Linked DNA regions of Mus musculus: region 1 is linked to region 2. Evidence: chromatin contacts called from public Hi-C data. All regions are on one chromosome and are shown on one strand. The core of a region is the stretch at or near the end of the contact, and the rest is flanking DNA. Distances in the headings are between cores, read along the strand shown.

Region 1 (6,793 bases), core at 1,560-4,059, 470 kb before region 2:
ATCTCTGCCCAGGCCTAGTGGGAGAGTTCCGGCGAAGGGAAGCGAGTGTGGGCAGGGAGGTGGAGTCTCTGCCCTGCCTTCCAGATCACTGGTAACTGCACTGAGTTGGGTTGGGCTGGGCTGAGAGGCTGACTATCCAGTGAGGAGTGCAGCGGAGCCTCAGGCTTCAGGAGAGCCGATCTCTTCCCAAGTGTTACAGCTCTTGGAACAAAGGACTCAGACAACAGAGTAGTTCTCGAACACCTTTAATTCTCTGGATGGATTTATATACAGTTTTGGGGGTAATTCAGGGTTCTACAACAGGTACCTCTAATTGGCTTGGACTGAGAGTTTGGGGGAAACCTTATTTGCATGTGGGAAGGCTTGGTGCTGCTCCTACATGACTCATAGCCACACACCTCTCCTGCAAGGGGGGGGGGGCGGCGCTGTGGGGATGTGGGACTATAAGGTAGTTGTTGAGTGTGGTGGGAGAGGTCATGAGGGTTGGCAGACTGAGGGGGTGGATGATTCAGAGGAGGATGTTTGGAATGAGGTAGGAATAAGAAAGCAGATGCCCAGCAGAGGAGATAGTACTGTATGTGACTTTAGTATAATTTCAGTAGATAAGAGATCTCCTGTTGATAGCTCCAGGTCACTCTCCATGGCCCCAGCTGTGATGGGGGCCATAATTCCCATTCAGGCATTGTACAAGCAATTTTTTTTATTTCCAAGTATGTGCCAGGCACTGTGTTTTGTGCTGACCTTTCAAGACATGAGTAGGAGTACCCTCAGCTATGCAAGGACGGTCTCTAACCTGAAGTGGGATGAGCTCCCTGGTCCCACTCCTCTCTCTGAATAAACTGAGGAGTGGCTTGTGCTGCCCTCCAGTCACTTTTCCCATTCTCTCAGGTGTTTGGGGCCACTATGTCAAGTCTACCCCACGGCAGCAAGTCTCTGCTGCCCTCAGTCCCTTCTAGCTCACCACTCTGCCAGATAGGGTGCATGGTAACTCTTCTCTGTCCCCATCAGCTGCTGCCTCACATGGAGTTGTCAAGGAGGGTAACTGAGAACAAACAAGCCAAGCATAGCTTGTGCTTCATAGGGGAATCAGTGTTTTGGGGGTACCCGTGGTACTAGATAAAAGCTGAGAGGGTGACATTAAGGAACCATTTTCTTTGTTTGGGTTCCCATTAGCAGACCCCTAAACAAACAGAGGTTTGTGTTCAGGTGGTCTCTTTGGTAGGTGGTCCAAGAATCAGGAATAAGGGCTAGCAGGATGATGCTGACCAGCATAAGTGTTATTAGGAACTAGAAGCTGGAAGCATATAGGACTCCATCCCCTGTAAGAAGCTGCACAGAGCCTTCTCGAGCAGAGCATAGAAAAAGCAGGAGTCCCTAAGATTAGAGCTGCTTTTGTCCCTTTAACTTGACTGCACTCTTTGGAGATGAGTGTGTGTGAAGACTAAATGGGCTTTAGTGTTCCTGGGGGTTGCTACAAGGCAGTTAAGCACAGTGAATACTGAAGCCAAAGTATACAAAGCTGAGATGGTGTAATCCACACCCCATGTGAGCTGCAGCACTGTGTCTGTGCTATTGGCTACTGTGTTCCCCACCAATCACATGGCTGGTATTCATAAGTGGAAAGGGATTTAAGGAAAATGCTTTTGTAGGCAGATTTAAGAATTGTAGACTAAAGCCGGGCGTGGTGGCACACGCCTTAGATCCCAGCACTTGGGAGGCAGAGGCAGGTGAATTTCTGAGTTCGAGGTCAGCCTGGTCTACAGAGTGAGTTCCAGGACAGCTAGGGCTATACAGAGAAACCCTGTTTCGAAAAACCAAAAACCAAAAAAAAAAAAAAAAAAAAAAAAAAAAAAATATTGTAGACTAAGAATTCAAAACGGAGTTCTGTGCTGTTTTGTGGGGGAGATGAGGACTTGAAGCTAATGCATCCATCTACCTACCTTCACTTAACCCCTATAGCTTTCCTCTAGGAATAGTGTGGGTCTGGGTTCTGAGGTGGCCTACAGAGGTGCTCAGGCGGAGAGGTAGGCCCACATGTGGAGCACAGGGCAGTCAGGGAAATGATGAAGGCTGATGGCTGATGGAGGTCAGCCACTTTATTTCCAAAGTCTCTCCATTCATGAATAATGCAGGTTGAAGCTAGCACTCCCTGTCACTCATTTGTGGAGAAGGATGGCTACTGGAGTGGGGTCCTGGCAATGGTAGTAGCTTCCTATGCTTCCATAATATAACTCTCTGTTATGTACCAGACGTCCTTGCTGGCCAAGCTCTGTGTTACCCCCTCAGACAAGTCCTTCCTTTTTAACAAGTCTTGACTCCATATCATTCGGCTTTTCTCTGAGCTCTGGATCACAGGGACCCAACTTCAGCCTCCTGGAGAGTCATATACACCACACACACACACACACACACACACACACACACACACACACACACACACACACTCTTCTGTGCTGCTCAGACTTCAGTTAAAACCTGAAGTCAGTAGTCCAAAACTTTAACCAGCCAGTTTCCCAAAGTCATCATGCATCTGCTTTGTCCTATGTAGAAAGCTGGAGAGGACTACCCCAGGGGTAACAGGCAAAGCCTGACTAGTGCTACTGAAGGAGCTAGAGCTGGTGCTCGGGCCCCAAGACCTCTTGTTTCTTTTCTGGTTTGGGGACTATATGGATATGCTGCTCAGGCACCCTCTAATCTTGTCTTCAGGCGAGAAAGCTGAGTGAACAAAGACTTCCTGGAGAGAACAGAGCTCATCCTAGGCTGCTCTGAGGGCCTGGGACAGAGGAAGTACTCATAAATGCTAGCTGCTATTTTAATCTGCGGCTGTTAGCACTGTTGTCAGGACTTTTGTCATTGTTGCTATATGTAGCAGACAGACCTGGGCTTGGATTCCGGATCTACTACTTTATGGCTGTGTGACTTCAGGCAAGTTTCCAAATCTTTCTCAGGCTTTATTTCTTTTAAGACAGGAACCTGAGTAATTCATGATGTTGTCATGAGAAACAAAGGAGACAACTCCATGGGTGCAACTCAGCTACTGGTCATAGTACCCATTCTTTCCCAGGTTCCTTAAGTCTTCTTGTCATAGATTGCATGGATGTGTCTGATCTGGCATGGTTAGCAATTACAAGTTGTCCCACCCACCAAGCATCAGGCATCATGCACTACTTACTTCCCTTCCATCTCTAGCACTGCAATCGGGAGGTGTTGAAGGAGCAAGCCTGCAGGTCAGGGATATGGCTAATGGCTTCTCTCCTGTACCAGATTGGGACAGAAGACAGTGCAAAGTAAGTAGCATATAGGGAGAATAACAGTGTTGGGCAGTGTTGAGTGTGGTTGGTGGGGGAAGGTGGATGCACCTATCTAGTTTGAAGACTTGGCTCATTGCCACACTGCTGCTGCTGTACCCATAGTGATGCCTGATGTCCTGTGGCCTGTGACTAGGTGCAGGACTAGAGGAGAATGACAGAATGGGGGACACATCTGCATTTGATATTTGATGATCTTCCTCATTCAGTGCCACCAACCCAAAGGTCAGAGCGCCAAGAGTAGTGCTCTAGATCCCCCACACAGACAGCACTGCCAGTGTGTGCCAGATGTGCTGTGTGCCAGATGTGCTGTGTGTCTGTGTTGATTGTTGTGTGGATGTTCACTTATGGGGTATGTTTCCAGTGGCATCCTCATTATCATGGATGTGAGCAATGGAAATACAAGTTCTGTAGTCAGAACAAACATAAAGAACAAAGTGTTGTTGTCATTTTCTTGTCATCTACTTACCTCCAAGAAAGGTGGTCTAGCCTCCTTCTTTTTGTAAATTTGAACTTACATTGGCAAATATAAAAGCACCAAGTGTGAACCCCTGAAACATCAGTGCACTTGGCATATAGAGTCAGACATCCACCCTGATCAGCAACAAGAGTCAGAGGCTATTGGAGTCTGAGTAAAGAGGTGTTAACAGAAGTCTGCATGTGCTAAAGCGAAACAAAATAGCATACAAGTTTAAAGTTCTTTAAAACTTAACATTTTAAATCTATCTTCTTCTAAAAACACTGATAATTTTACATCTAAAGCTTTAGTGTGCCTGCTTTCTCTTCCTGTTTTTGTTTTGCCCTGTGGTGTTTGGGCAAAAGATGTCTTGTTTATTCTGTCACAGAAGGGTCAGGAAGAGAGGAACAGTCATTTCTGGAAATGGCTGGGTGGGGGAACCTACAAAAACAAGCCTGGGATAAATAGCTGCTGCTGACGAAAGTAGGCAGCTTCTCTCAGTGCTGTTCCATGAGAAGGTCACAGGCTTGTACTCACAGAGTCAGGATAGTGATCACCATAGGAGAGAGGCAGAAACTCAACACTGAAATGCCCAGACTTTGGGATTCCCAAATGACATCAAGGACCAGTGGGATGCGTTCATCTGGCTCCTTGTGCTTGCAGTTCTCCATGGTCAGGCTGTACCTGTACACCATCTGAGTGTGTGGCAGTTTTCCTACAGTACTTTCCCCCAAGCCAGCCTGTCTTTCCTGTAAGCCTCCCACTTACAGGCATTTTCATACTCAGTATGGGAAGTAGTCAGTTTTTTGGGAAAGGCCATTTACCCCCTGGAATAAGAGTACCTGCTGGCTGTCCTGGATGTGCAAAGGTGATCTTGTCCAAGTCTCAGTGCATGGGCCTTGAAGGATGACCCTGGCAGCTTATACAGGCCACACACCCAGCTTCTGTCAGCTCAAAGTCGACTATGAGCACAGCTTACTGTCTGCCCTTTCTCATTTGCAGGACCTTTTACTTGTTTCCTTGGAAGAAACAAGGTCATTAAAATGTGTATATTTCTTGGAGTCCCTGGTAATTCAGTTTAAGATGACAGTTCTCTTTGACATTCCTAAGGGGAATATTTCTCTTGTTTGCCGAGCTGAGCAGACCTCTTGGCCACACCACCTGCTTGCAGTCCTGCTTGTGCCATATGTGGAACACTCTGGCTGTGCCATGTTAGTCTGAGCATTGTTAAGATTGCTCTTCCATGAGCCCACTGTCTTCCTCTCTCCTGGAATCCTTCCTAAAGTTTTTCTCCATTCTCTGTTAGTCCCTCCTCCTAGTCCTCTCTATCCTCCATACCCCTAGCCTACAATTCCAAGTCTTGATGCTTCTGTCCCTCCCAGCCCACTCTGTTTCTGCTCACTAGCCATTCTCTAGCCTGAGCTATCCCTCATCTAGGGTACTCCCTGATTACTCCCACTCTGTCCCCAAACCTAGCCTTCCCCACTACCCCCTTCATGAAACTTGAATGTTAAACTCACACAACAGGAAAAGATTTCTAGATACTATCTTACACTATTAAACACTGTCTTAGTTTGGTTCCTATTCCTGTGATAAACATTTACTTCCCAGCACTCAGTAGGCAGAGACAGGCAAATCTCTGAGTTCAAGGCCAGCTTGGTTTGCAGAGTAAGCTCCAGGACCACCAAGGCCACACAGAGAAACCCTTTGGGGTGGGAGGCATTGACCAAAAACAGTTTGGGAAGGACACAGTTTATTTGCCTTATACATCCTTATTATAGTACATCACCAAGAGAAGTTAAGGCAGGAACTCAAGAAGGGCAGGAACCTAGAGACAGGAACCGAAACAGAGACAATGATGGAATACTACTTAGTTTACTCCTCATGTCTTAAACAGCTTGCTTCTTTATACCACCCAGCACCACCTTTCCTGGGACTGGGGGTGGTGCTGTCCACAGTGGGCTGGGCCCCTCCCATATCAATCATTAATCAAGAACGTGTTCTTCAGATTTCCTACAGGCAATCTGGTGGAGGCATTTTTCCCAACTGGGGTTCCTTTTCCCAGGTGGCCTTAGCTTGTTTCAAGCTGATAAAGAAAGGAAGCAAGCAAGCCAACCAGGACAGGGACTCAAGACCAGTGACTTTAAAGGTACTGTAAACAACTTGCCTCCGCTAGATGAGTGTAGGGAAGAAAGTTAAGGGACAGAGGCTCAGCATCCTTCCAGCTTGTAACTTATCTCTCATACAATGTCTCTTTAGTTCACTGAGAGAGGCTGTTACCCATGAGGTCTGGGGAGCTTTGAGACCCATGCACTTGCCTCCTTCCCTATTATTGGCCTTTCCTTTCTCTTTTCTTATGCCTGCCTATGCTTCCAAGGCTAATGGTAGACACTTAAAGAGATAGTAATCAACCTGCCTCACTGGCTGAGTATAGGGAACATAGTTGTCCCAAACAGATCCAAGTAGACACATCTCTAGTGAATTTGCCTGCCATACTTAGATGCTGGGAAATATAGTAAGGAGAAATCAGCTTCCAGAACTTAGCTAGCTGGCTGCTTTACTATCATGTGTCAGGGCTCCCCTGTAAGGAGTGTTCCCATGGGTCTCTTCAGTTTCGGGTTAATTGATTCAAATTAGGTGCTACTAGCACTGGCCGGAAAGCTGTTCCGTCTTTGTTTGTCCCAGGCTTTTCTGTTTCTATGTCATGTCATGGTGCTGTGTCTCTGCCTCATTACTTTGCTTTATAAGCTTTATCAGCAAGTGGTTATGTGTACCTACTTTTTACTCTTTTGGTTCTGCTAGTGGGGATACAAAGAGGCTAGGCTGGGGAGTATACTCTATGGCTTCTTCAGAGCAAGAACACTTTTTTCTGAGCACATCTTATTTGATAAGAGCTTCAGGACCTTTTAGAGCCCTCCCCAACCCAATGAGCCTGGGTCCAAAGCCAGCCATACATGCTCTTTTGGGGAAGCCATAGGAGAATTCTGTAGAAAATCTCAGTGAAATGGGTCAAGAAAAAAGGGAGGTC
Region 2 (6,810 bases), core at 826-3,325:
GGTAGGTCCTGGTTCTCACTTTAAACACCAGGCAAGAGTATTATGTGCAAGCCAGACGTGCTGGTGCACACCTTTAAACCCAGCACTCTTGGGAGGCAGAGGCAGGCAGATCTATATGAGTTTGAGGCTAGCCTTGTCTATGTAATAAGTTCCAGGCCAGCCAAGGCTACCTGGTGAGACCCTGTCTGAACAAATGAAAGAAGAATTTGGGTCCACATGGCTGCCAGGGATTCCACTGTGAACAAAGATGGCTTGAAGACGTGGCGGTAGCTGGACTGCCTGAGGCTTAACATCAGGGTAGCCTTGGAATTGAAGCTGGATGCCTGAAAGATGCAGGCACAGATTGTGTCACTGTGCCAGAGACTCCTACTGTAAATTCAGTGATAAAGAAAATATACTTTAAGCTTTTTACTCCTTGATAGCCTCATCAAGGACCAGTAGGCTACAGCCCAGAAGCCAAACCTAGTCCAGAAATAAAAGTCTAGTGGAACACAGCCGTGCAGATGAGTTTACAGGTTTTCTGTTTCTGTTTCCCCCTCCAGGGGTCAGGTGAGTAGTTGCAACAGAGACTGACTGGCCAGAAGAGCCTAAATTGTTGACTGTGGATTGTTACAGAAGTACGGTGCCTCTGGGTCCTGTGTGGATGCGGGCAGGCAGATATGCCGCAGGGTTGGGAAGAGGGTCCAACACCTTTTTGCAAGACTCATGTTAGTGAGTTACGAGCCCTGTTGTCTTCGGAATGTGGCTTTCATCTCTTAGTACAGGGATTTCTGTCACCACTTTTTAGTCAGTGGGATTGTAGAAGGGAAGTTGAAGCCAAGCAGTTTACCCTTTTGAAAACTGGACACTGTGTGTAGCACATCTGCTCACATCTCATTGGCCAGTGCTAATCACATGGTCATATTAGTTGAAAGTGGGGCTGAGAAATGTAGTTGCTGGCGGAGTGGCTGCCTGTCAAGGACTTCTATTACTAGAGGAAAGACAGATGATGGAAGATAATGAAGTCTTATTTGCATAGGCTTATAGAGTGGAGAGTCAGTTGATGTTGCTCAAAGGACCATGCATGACCCGAGAAAAGCCCTTGAGTGGAGAATCCCTGAGTGTACCCACAATACAAAGTCATTAGCAGTCTCACACAGAATGGGAGACTGAGCAGGAGCAACGCCGAAAGGGGCAGAAGACAGACAGGGAGGCAGAGCAATACAGGAAGAGATGGAAGGGTAGAAGAGATATGAAGCTGCCAAGAAGGTTGGAGTTCTGTTAGATAAGACAAGCTAGCCAATGGAGATTTCTTGAGGATTGACCATTTGGGGGCATTTAAAAACTCTGGCACAACAGGTGATTTTTGAGGTGTCCACTGAGCTCTGAAGGCAGGGCGTTGTGTAGCTTGAACACATAGAGATCCACCTGCCTCTGCCTTCCTAGTTGGGGTTAAAGGTATACCCCACCTCACCTGCTCTTTGTTTTATTAGAGACACGAGCACCCTATGTAGCCCAGGCTAGCCTCAAACAGACATACTTTCTCCACTTCTTGAGGGCTCATAGTAGTAGACACGTACTATTATGCTTGGTGTACCTGCTACTGGGAATTGAACCCAGGGCCTGTGTTACAAGCCAGCTCCTGGATTCCTCTATGTGTCCAGGTGATGCTCATGGTTCAGACACCTCACTTTAAGAACTGTGGTCTAGAATTAGATTCGGTAGCACTTATGCGCTGAAGTCTGGTTCTAGAGGCTCTGTCACTATTCCTGGGGTCAGCCTTTGTCTCTGCATCCAGACTCATTCCCAGTTCATACAGCCTATTGAACTAAACACCTTCATCTTTCAGCTGCCTGCAAGGTGAGGCTAATGACTAATCATTTTCTTCACCTAGTGGCTCAGACACCTGCCTCAGACTTCTTACTTTGCACAATACAGTCTTATACTTTGTCACGCCGCCTCCCAACAGATGTTAGGCAGGCAGACAGAACAAATATTTTCCTTCTGCTGTCGAAAAGGAAACAGAAACTAGAAGGTCACTGGGACCGGGAGGTTACCCAGCTGCTTCTAGGGCCTTGACTTTAAAGCAGTCTCTGTTAGCCCTGTAGCCACATGATCTGATTGCACCATCCCTGGATTTTACTCCAGCTCTGTAGAGCTATGTGTGCAGATGTGTTTGTTTAGAATACTGTAACTGGGGGCTGGAGAGATGGCTCAGCGGTTAAGAGCACTGACTGCTCTTCTAAAGGTCCCGAGTTCAAATCCCAGCAACCATGTGGTGGCTCACAACCATCCGTAATGAGACCTGATGCCCTCTTCTGGGTGTCTGAAGACAGCTACAGTGTGCTTATATATAATAAATAAATTAAAAAAAAAATAGAACACTGGAACCTTCCTAACACTGTGCCCCTTTAATGCAGTTCCTTGTGTTGTGGGTGACCCCCAACCATCAAATTATTTCATTGCTACATCATAACTGCACTTTTGCTGCTGTTATGAATCTTACCCTGCTATTTGACCCCCAAAGGGAGTCTAGATAGTGGGTAAGGATTTCCTTACTGAGTTGGTTATGGTGGTGTGTGCCTGCAATCCCAGCACTTGGGAGGTCAGGGAAGCAGGATTATGAGTTGAAATCTAGTCTGTGCTACATGAGTCCTCGTGTCCAAAACCTGAAAGCAAGGCTGAGCAGCACAGTGGTGCGCACCTTTCATTCTGGCTAACAAACAAAAACCAAGTGGGGAGGAGTGTGCACACCTTTATCCCAGTTCCTGGGAGGCAGAGGCAGGTGGATGTCTTCATAGGTCAAGGAAGGCTGGAGAGATGACTCAAAGGTTAAGAGGGCCTGAGTTCAAGTCCCAGCAACCACTTGTAGTCATCCATACGGTGATATGATGCCCTCTTCTGGCCTGCAGCCACACATGCAGGCAGAGCGCTGTAAGCATAATAAATAAATAAATAAATAAATAAATAAATAAATAAATAAATCTCTTTTTTTTTAAAAGAGTTCATCACCCTACTTCTTCCCTCTCTCCCACCCCTCACATACAAAATCATTTGAACAGGTCCTATTCTGGCTATCAGAGACAAATGACAAAATCCCAAAGTTGCAAATAACACACACACACTTTTTTTTCCTTTCAACGGTAGAGTAAGTTAAGATCCAAATTAGACTTCCTCTTTGGGGCTCCCTTATGATGTCCTGTGTACAGCTTGCCATGTGAGTTTGATTCTCCCAGGAATTATCAAATTCATCACTATTTTTCTCCTTTAAGTTTCCTTTCTTTTAAATGCAAGGTTTCTGCACTGCATTTGTGATCCTCTTTGCCTCGGCCTCCTGAACACTGGGTTACAGGTATGCACCATCATACGTGATATTGTCTGTTAATTCTTTCGACTCTTCTGTCCCCAAATAAGTCACCAGTTGAAGCCATCTCATCAGCCTTGGGTGTTGCGTGCATTGTTTCCCCCATGGCTCTCCTGGGTTGTTTTTTTTGGGGGGGGGGGCTGCACCCTTAACTGGTGGTGTGGCAGCCAGGTCCAGGTGTTCTTGCCTCATGGTTCTTTCTTTCTTCTCTAGATATGCAAGAGTTACAAAGGAGAGGGCCGCAAACAGATCTGCGGGCAGCCGCAGCCCTGCGAGAGACTCCACATCTGTGAGCACTTCACCCGGGGCAACTGCAGTTACCTCAACTGTCTCAGGTCTCATAACCTGATGGACAGGAAGGTGTTGGCCATCATGAGGGAGCATGGGCTGAGTTCTGATGTGGTCCAGAACATCCAGGATATCTGCAACAACAAACACACTCGGAGGAACCCCCCTAGCATGAGAGGTATGCCCTTTCCCTTTTAACTGTGTGAATTTGCAAATGTACAGAAACCACAGTGGGGCATAGTGACACACACCTTTCATCCTAGCACTCAGGAGGCAGAGGCAGGAGGATTTCTGAGTTCGAAGCCAGCCTGATCTACAGAGTGAGCTCTGGGACAGCCAGGGCTACACAGAGAAATCTCATCTCAAAAAACAAGCAAGCCAGCAAACACAAACAGAAGGAAAACTGCAAGAAATCTGCCTGTAAAATCTCAACTTCACTATCTGCATGCACCACTTTAATACAATTGAAACAATGATGTGTATGCAGTTTTACAAGTGGCTCTATCCCCTCATTTTAAAAGAGCTTATTATAGTCTGGTGGTGGTGGCACACACTTTTATATAACATACCGGCACTCAGGAGGCAGAGGCAGGTAGATCTCTGAGATGGACACCAGCTTGTTCTATGGAGCTAGTTCCAGGACATCCAGGGCTACAGAGAGAAACCCTGTCTTCAAAAAAAAAAAAAAAAAGTTTGCTTGGGGGTGGGACATGTGTGCATCAGTTAATTCCAGGGCTTTGGAGACAGAGGCTAGCCTCAGGAAACTCTAGCTTGTGTCAAGTTGACATAATAAGACTGGCCAGCATGACTGTATTACTTATTATTTTGTGTGTGTATATACAGCCATATGTGTGGAGGTCAGAGGTCAACTTCAGGAGCTCTCTTTCCCCAGACTAACCCCAAGTCATTCAGGCTTGGTGGCAGGCACTTTTATCCACTGAGCCATCTCACTGGCTCTTCTTGTCTAGTGGACGCAGTAGAAGCCAAGTTTATGAAGGGGGTAGAATCTCTGACTCTAGGATCTGCAGTGAAGCAATGAAAAGCTACGTCTCCTGGTACTTAGTCTACAGAAGACTTTGCCCCAGAATCTGTCATCATTACTCCTCACAGCGAAACTGTGATCAATGGCGGGTTTATTACTCATTAACTTCACCTAGGGTAAGGAAAGGAGTGTTATAAGTCCTAAGCAGCTTTAACTCATGCTTGGAAGACCAAACAGTACTGTGAAGATGAAATCAAAAGCCGTGCTTGTGACCCGAGCACAGGAATGCAGCTTCCACACCACAGTGCCCTGAACAGAGAGTGACTGTAGAGGTGGGTTTGTGAGCTCTTCACAGCGTGCGGGAGAGAGCTGCATATCATTGTTACTTCTAGTTAAGCTATGTAGTTAGACATCATGACGGGGGAGTAACTAAGCTAGCTCAGGCAGTCAACGGGTTCTCCAGGTCGGGAGTGAGGGTTAAAAAAGACAGTTAGACAACACTGTAGCATGACCCCAGCCAGTTCTGAGACTAAAGGCGAGTTTATTTTTTTCCAGTCTGCTTTTATATCATTCTGGGTACATACAAAGAATATGGTCAGTCCTTAAGGCGTAGACAAAGTAGTCAAGGAACAAGCAGGGCAAAAATCAAGGCAATAAACAGAGGTCACTGTGTCTAGGGGTTTATCAGGATGGTCCAGATCCAAAGAACACGTTCTTCATCTGTATTTGCCTTGAGCCTACTTCATTGTCCCAGCCTGATATCAAATTCCTACCAAACTCCTAGAAGCAGCCCCAAAAGCTCTCCACAGGGGAGCCTTGCTTTTGCCACAATACTGTTGTCCCCTTTCCTCTACCAGGATAATACACACATGTTCCTCATAAGCAAACAGACCCTACTGCACCTCCACCCCCAGCTTTCAAATGCCTTTCCACAACAGACGTCACCTACGTAGGTACCACGCCAGACTTCACACACTGGGTCACTCCTGTCTTCTCTGCTTCCCAGACTTTTCTAGAGAAAAGATGCTGCTTTATCAGCGTCTCCGGATTTTTTTTCTCCCTTCAATATATATACAATGTAGGGCAGGCTAGCCTAGAACTTGCTGTGTAGCCAAGGCTGGACTCCTGTCTTAGCATCCTAAGCACTGGGATTATAGGCATGATCCACCCCGTCTGCCTTCAATTTCAGCTTTTCATAAGTTTAGGCACTTGTGGTAAATATTTTGGTTTTTGGTTTTTGGTTTTTGGTTTTTCGAGACAGGGTTTCTCTGTATAGTCCTGGCTGTCCTGGAACTCACTCTGACCAGGCTGGCCTCGAACTCAGAAATTCGCCTGCCTCTGCCTCCCGAGTGCTGGGATTAAAGGCGTACGCCACCACGCCCGGTGTGGTAAATATTAATTGGGTGTTTCTACCCCACCTTAAGTCATTTAGTTTCCAAATACAAAGCCTTTATATTTATAATAATCCTTTAAAGCACGAGAGCTGGGCAGATATCAACGCTCTGTGCTATTTTGTCTATTTCCCTGTCAATAATCCTGAACTATCACTTGCCATGTTCCACCTGGGCTGCCTCTGCTCCATCAGGCCGTCCCTCGCGGCCATGTGCTCATGATCCACCTACCCCATGGTACCTTCTTCCTCCTCTCCCCTCTCCCCTCTCCCCTCTCCCCTCTCCCCTCTCCCCTCTCCCCTCTCCCTTCTCCCTTCTCTCCTTTCTCTTCTCAGTCTCTACTCAGAAGCCAAGCCTGGGAAGCTAAGCCCCGCCTACCTCTCTTCAGCCAAGCTGTAAGCATCTTTATTCAAACAATAGTTTCAAATTAAGGATTAAGGTTTTGCACAACAAAAGCTGGCATCTGTGAGAATTCCCTGTCTTGAGACAACTAGACCATTACAGTACATAGATAGCAACAGCCCTAGCCTCAAGAGGCGCTAAGGGAGCTAGAGGAAGAAGCCTGGAGAGTTTGTGGCTTAGACGAAGGCTTAGCTTGAACCTGCAGCCATTTACCATTTGGTTTCAGTGTTAGAAGTGCCTGTTCCAGAACCCAGATCGGAATGCGTGACGTCTCCATGAGTCGTGGACATGTTTCTCTCACTGGCTACATTTCAGCTGTCATTCGCTGTAGTAATGACCGTTAACTCAGAACTAGAGTCTGGAGACACCCCACCTGGGGTCTTGGGGACTGGAGGGCTCACTGA

Evidence for each region. A called contact is a pair of places that touch in the nucleus more often than the background predicts.
Region 1: a Hi-C map of regulatory T cells shows a contact between it and region 2, with 3 times the contacts expected there. The contact joins two enhancer-like sites. A contact is called at or near these places in 1 of 484 Hi-C or Micro-C datasets (regulatory T cells) and 2 of 115 datasets of contacts at active chromatin or transcription factors (effector CD8 T cells and memory CD8 T cells).

Annotation. Positions count from the first base shown.
Region 1 is chr6:38,803,252-38,810,044 of GRCm38.p6, reverse strand. All of the region lies in intron 2 of Hipk2 (homeodomain interacting protein kinase 2), which reads left to right. Among named protein-coding and RNA genes, the nearest start is that of 4930502C15Rik, 69 kb to the right of the region's middle. Within about 2 kb of position 2,809, at least 30 of the 459 cell types and tissues checked have an H3K27ac peak or open chromatin away from gene starts, as enhancers often do. A contact at or near this core is called in regulatory T cells, where this site is marked.
Region 2 is chr6:38,333,411-38,340,220 of GRCm38.p6, reverse strand. Zc3hav1 (zinc finger CCCH type, antiviral 1) reads left to right here. Exons shown (of 13, transcript NM_001347122.1): 2 at 1; 3 at 3,557-3,809. Among named protein-coding and RNA genes, the nearest start is that of Zc3hav1, 18 kb to the left of the region's middle. Within about 2 kb of position 2,075, at least 43 of the 459 cell types and tissues checked have an H3K27ac peak or open chromatin away from gene starts, as enhancers often do. A contact at or near this core is called in regulatory T cells, where this site is marked.